Regions from separate parts of the Ovis aries genome. Here region 1 is linked to region 2. A link is a contact called in public Hi-C data. All regions are on one chromosome and are shown on one strand. The core of a region is the stretch at or near the end of the contact, and the rest is flanking DNA. Distances in the headings are between cores, read along the strand shown.

Region 1 (2,700 bases), core at 199-2,698, 220 kb before region 2:
ATGTAAGCACCACGTGTCTGTCATCAGGGAGGACATATCCCTGCCTCTCCACCAAGGACAGGACACGGACGAGGCATAGCACACAGGACTCAAACGCCTTTTGGGTGAGCCAAGTCTGAATATAGACATAACGATGTCCAAAAGTGAGAGTGAATGTCGCTCAGTCGTGTCTGGTTCTTTGTGACCCCCTGGACTATACAGTCCATGGAATTCTCCAGGCGAGAATACTGGAGTGGGTAGCCTATCCCTTCTCCAGGGGATCTTCCCAACCCAGGGATCGAACCCAGGTCTCCCGCATTGCAGGCGGATTCTTTACCAGCTGAGCCACCAGGAAGCCCCTGATGCCAAGGTCGGGCTCAGATGTTGTCTCTCCCGTGAAGCCTCCTGGGATGTGCGGCAGAGAAACACCCCGTCTCTGCACAGGGGAATCTCCCACACCTTCCTGTAGCACTGGTTCATCCTTCCTTCCTCTCGGGCTCATCTCCCCACTCCACTGTGAATATCTGTGGGCAGGATCTGACTCTTTTTCTTGGTCCCCAGCCCTCGGTTAAGGCATTTTGGATTTGATGGCGTCTCTCCATGGACCACACTGGCCTGCCTGCAGAGCTAATCCCTGCCATTGGCATCGTCGGCTCTAGGCTCCGCCGGTGGAAGCCAACCATTCACAGGAAATCCAGGATGAAAGCAGCAGAGCTCTTTGTTCCAGCCCTATTTCTGCAGAAGACGGTTGCCCTTGGCTAAGCAGGAGGCAGTCTTCAGAGAGCTGACTCACCTGCTTGACAGGTCTGTCTCAGAAATGTTTGACTTGATGCTTTGCTCTTGGTGTGAGTCTCAGAAACGTTTGACTTGATGCTTTGCTCTTGGTGTGAAAGAAGCCTGGCTCTACTTTGCAGCGGGAGGTGGCAGGCTCATGAAATGAGTGTTTGCCTGTTTCTGACGGCTTCCCTGGAGGCTGGCTGGGCAAGCTCCCACGGGGTGATGAAATGGTGATGATCCGGTGCACCATGAAGGCTGCAGAGCTCCCGACACGCTGCTCGAGGAGGCGCCCACGCAGGCAGAAAGCCGCTGCGAGAGAGACGGAAACCCCGAGCTGTAGGCTCAGAAGTTTCCTCACTAACCACGCAGGCCGGGGCGAGCTACAGAGAGGCGCTTTGCCGCTGAGAAACTTGGATAGAAGAGGAAAAAGCAGATCTTCCCAAAGGCTCCGACCTCGGCAAAGCCCTGCGTTTGTTTTTATTGCTGCCAGGACAAATCACCGCACATTGAGTAGCTTGAAACCACACCTTTCCTCATTTCACAGCTCTGCGGCTCCGCAGTCTGTGCGGCTCGGCTCCACTGGGCCCCCTTTCAGAGGCTGCGGGCTGGAATCAGCAAAGCTGCAGTCCCGATCAGGGCTCTGAGTGGAGAGTCTGCGGCCAAGCTCGCTCAGGCTGCTGGCCAGGTGGTTGTGCAAGTGGGGCCCCTGCTCTATTGCTGGCTGTCAGCTGGGGGCAGCCTTAGCTCCCAGAGGCCTCCCTGGAATCCTGGCACAAGGCTCTGACTTCTCAGAACCAGCAAAGGAGCCCTGAATCCCTCCCGGGACTCGAATCTCCCTGACTCCCCTTTCTGCTGCCTTCCCTCTAACTCCATCCAGAGAAAGGTCCTTGCTTTTTTAAGGGCTCAGGTAATTAGATGGATAATCACGGCCTTCCCTGGTGACTCAGCTGGTAAAGAATCGGCCTGCAATGCAGGAGACCTGGGTTCGATCCCTGGATTGGGAAGGTCCCCTGGAGAAGGGAAAGGCTACCCACTCCAGTATTCTGGCCTGGAGAATTCCATGGACAGAGGGGCCTGGTGGGCTATGGTCCACGAGGTCACAACAACAAGTCGGACGTGACTGAGCGGCTAACATGTATATGGGCACTGTGGCCCAGCCAAAGTGACATGTAAAATTAAATATCACAGCTTCTGATTAGGACGTCCTCTTTCCCGTCATTGTCAAAGGCTTCGGGACCGCTGGCTTTCCTCCCCTCTCTGTGACTGTCCCACTTCTTGGTCCATTCGAGCCCTTCCGCCCCCAGGCCTGGCTGAAGGAGGCCCAGGCTCCTCTGCTCGCTATGCTGAGCACAGACATTCAGGCTTACTTTGCGGGCATGGTTTTCCCAACCGATCATGACAGAAACAAACCAGGTGTAAGAAAAACTACAAATGAGAAGGTTCAAGGCTTAGAAAATTATGCTTTCTTCCCATCCAGCACCCAGGTACTGATCTCCTTTCTGAGATGGAAATTGGAAATGTCAGGCTTTTTTGTCTATATATATACTGTTGAAAGTAGATCTCACCCAACCCCTGGTCTTTGAACACCTGAAGTTCCAGCAAAGCGAAATAGAAGGCTCTTGCAAAGGCCTTTAATCTGAAGAGGATTGTTTGCATTTCTGAGGAAGTTTTAACTCTCTGCTCTGGCCCTATTTTTCAAGAAGGAATATTCCCTTGGGCATAGCCTCCCTGGAGGCTTATCCTTAGAGAGGAATTTATAAGATCTTCAGAACACTGTGTAACCATTTCAAAAAGCCCAAGTGGCCAAGGTTTTTAACTGGGCAGGGAATAAAAAGTTATATTTTCCCTCCTTCCTCCTCTTCTACCTCTCATTTCCGTGGTGGTAAAGTGTCTGCCTTCAACGTGGGAGACCTGGGTTCAATCCCTGGGTCGGAAAGATCCCCT
Region 2 (2,700 bases), core at 104-2,603:
ACGTTGCAGCAAGCCTTCGAGCAGCACCTGCTGTGCGTCAGTGTCCCCCGTGAAGACCGCCCAGAGCCAGCCTGTGAACCGTAAATCCGGAGAGCCCAGTGGGCCGGGACTGTGAGGGGAGGCGCTGGAGGAGAGCCGTGTACAGTGGTTGATAAAGGGCTCCTTGCGCGTGTTGTGGAAGCCAGCGGTGAGAAGGCTCACAGCCTGTCTACCTTTAGTTCATGTCCGCTGGAAAAGTTTTCTCTCAATGAACTGAGCATGCAGATTACGTGATCGGAATAAAATGATAGGCTTTTACATTGTTGAATAGGACTGGGTTCAGTGAGAGTGTAGCTAACAGTGCTTTGAAAAGTCAGACTCGGTAAAGGAGGGCTGAGGCTTCTGTCGACTCTGTTGCCGGCTCTCTGGCTTTAGATCACAGAGGGATGGCCGCGACTGTCCAGGACGCCCAGGCCCTCCTCTTCAGGCCCTCTTCTTCTTCCGGCCGTCTGGGCCGCCTCGCCTCCCGTCTGCGCACCGGGTCAGCCTTTGCCCGTAGCATGGACGCAGCCTCCAGGCAGATGGCTGGTGAGTCGGCGGGCTCACTGTGTCCACCTCGGTCCTCGCTGCCCGAAGTCCGCTGTCTAAACCGGTCGTGTGGTGGGTTTTGTTCCGTTTTCTGGGTCTCATGGGCCAGTGAGGAAATCCAGAGACCGATTCTCTTATGGTTGGAGCACATTTCATTTTAGAAATACACTTTCTGAAGCAGTGAATTTTAACAGGTCAACAGTACCTGTTTGAGGGTATCTCTTTTGCTCTTAGGATGTTTTAAAATAAAACTTTTTTCAGGGGCAACACTAAAGCGTGGGTTTTCCTGGCTGGACTTCACGCCAGTGCCTCCTAGGAAAGCGGCTGGTGGTCTCGGCACCCGCCCCCCCCAGGAGCTGTTGGCTCCTGCATCTCCGTCAGTCGGGGCTCAGGTCTGAGGCAGGCCGCGTGTCGCACGGTCTATGCCGTGGGAGCAGCTTTGCCCGGGTCTCGGCGTCTGCCTCTTCACTGAGTCCTGAGCCTCGGCTTCTGCTCTGCGGTGCGGCTTTCCGGTCCCCGCTTGTCCTGATGCCGGGTGGCCCTCAGACCCTCCCCTCGGAGCGGAGGGGGCTGGGCTGAGGTGTCAGGGTTCCCTCCGCTTGTTTGTTCGGTCAGCGGTGACCACGTGTTCTGAGCACTGGGGGCGCATCAGTGGGCTCGATAGAGGGGACCCTGCCCTTAGGAGCTTGGCGGCATCCAGCCACGATTTGTTAGTAAGAGTCAGATGAGACAGAGCTGGGGTGAGGACTGAAAACACCAGAATGGGCCGGCACATGGATGGTGCCAGGAGGGGCCATGGACGTGGGTCCAAGAGGAGGCGGCGGTGCAGCTGCTGTTGAGATAAGCAGAAGAAAGCAGCTGTCAGAACTCCAGGCCCAGAACGTTCCAGGCAGAGGGAAGAGCGAGTCCAGAGGCCCCAGGGGAGCACGGGCCGGGCACAGATGTCAAGAGGGAGGTGGCCCCGGGCTGGCGCCTGTGCGCCCAAGGTCAGCCCTGCTGTGAGCACTTCTCCACCCAAAGAGGGCCCAGCCACGAGGGCCCTGGGGTGGGCAGCAGAGGGTCCCTGGGGTGGAGGGCGCTCAAGCCCCTGGCAAGATTGCAGGGCCCGTGATGTCCGCCGAGAGCCAGCACGGTGTCAACAGGGAGGTGAAGGCCAGTTCAGCAGGGCTGGTCACACGAGCCAGCAGGAGTCCACGTCTGAACATGCAGAACCACGGAGAGCTCCGTGGGACCTGCCGCCTCAGAGGCGCAGAGCTTGCTGCCAAGCTCGCGTGTCCAGGCTGGTGGACCTGTAGCCTGAAAGTCCCGCCTCTGTGGACGGGGGTCTCCGGGGGGCCCTTGGAGACGTGAGGAGCAGGGTGGGGTGGGCAGGCCGGCCCTGCGCCAGTTAACAGCTCGGGTCCTGACAGCCTGGCTGCTGTGCCCCCTGCACGGGTGAGCCGCGGGCGTCCGCCCCTCTGGGCGGTGTGGCGCCCGCGCCGTCCACTCGCCTCCCTTCCGTCAGCTCGTCCCCAGCACTCACACCCCTTAACACTGCACTGTAACAAGTGCAGGATAGGCTGAAGGTTAAAGCAGAAGGGTACCTGACGGCTTCCTCGGTAAGACCCCAGCAGTGCCCCCTCGCTAGTGACCGCTGGTCAAACGCTCTCCCGTTAGAAATACTCGGCTTCTGAGTGCGTCAGCAGCTGACCCTGCAGGTTCACCGGCACATTGGAAGGCACAGCACAGCCCCGGGTATGCGCTGCGGCTTCAGTGGTAACATCCGAGGGTCGCTGGTGAAAAGCACTACAGACCATCCGTTCAGGGGACTGCTGAGCAGCCTCGGAAAAGCGCAGGGAGGCTGAGCTGAGGATGGACGCCGGCGCCTGAGATGCCGTCGGGTGCGGGCGAGCGAGGCAGGGCGCTGGGGCTCGTGCGTCACTGCGGGTCTGTCCGTGGCAGATGGGAAGGCGGCGCTCGTGTGGCATTTGCTGCTGTGTGTGGAGCCTGTCCCCGAGGAGACCTGGAAACCAGACTCCACGACTGGGGTGGTGATGGGTCCCAGGCTGGCGGCGGGGCCTTTCACCACACGCTTTTTATTCCTGTACTGTATGCGTATTACCGCTCCCAGATTTTCCCTAGAGTGAATCTGTT

What was found. A called contact is a pair of places that touch in the nucleus more often than the background predicts.
Region 1: a contact with region 2 is called in a Hi-C map of hypothalamus, with 1.7 times the contacts expected there. The contact joins two enhancer-like sites. A contact is called at or near these places in 3 of 16 Hi-C or Micro-C datasets (hypothalamus, muscle and tail adipose tissue).

Annotation. Positions count from the first base shown.
Region 1 is chr20:48,951,594-48,954,293 of ARS-UI_Ramb_v3.0, reverse strand. The region is part of intron 3 of LOC105603900 (a long non-coding RNA gene); the gene reads right to left. Among named protein-coding and RNA genes, the nearest start is that of CDYL, 130 kb to the right of the region's middle. Within about 2 kb of position 1,448, at least 14 of the 54 cell types and tissues checked have an H3K27ac peak or open chromatin away from gene starts, as enhancers often do. A contact at or near this core is called in hypothalamus, where this site is marked.
Region 2 is chr20:48,736,059-48,738,758 of ARS-UI_Ramb_v3.0, reverse strand. The region is part of intron 2 of CDYL (chromodomain Y like); the gene reads left to right. Among named protein-coding and RNA genes, the nearest start is that of RPP40, 50 kb to the right of the region's middle. Within about 2 kb of position 1,353, at least 8 of the 54 cell types and tissues checked have an H3K27ac peak or open chromatin away from gene starts, as enhancers often do. A contact at or near this core is called in hypothalamus, where this site is marked.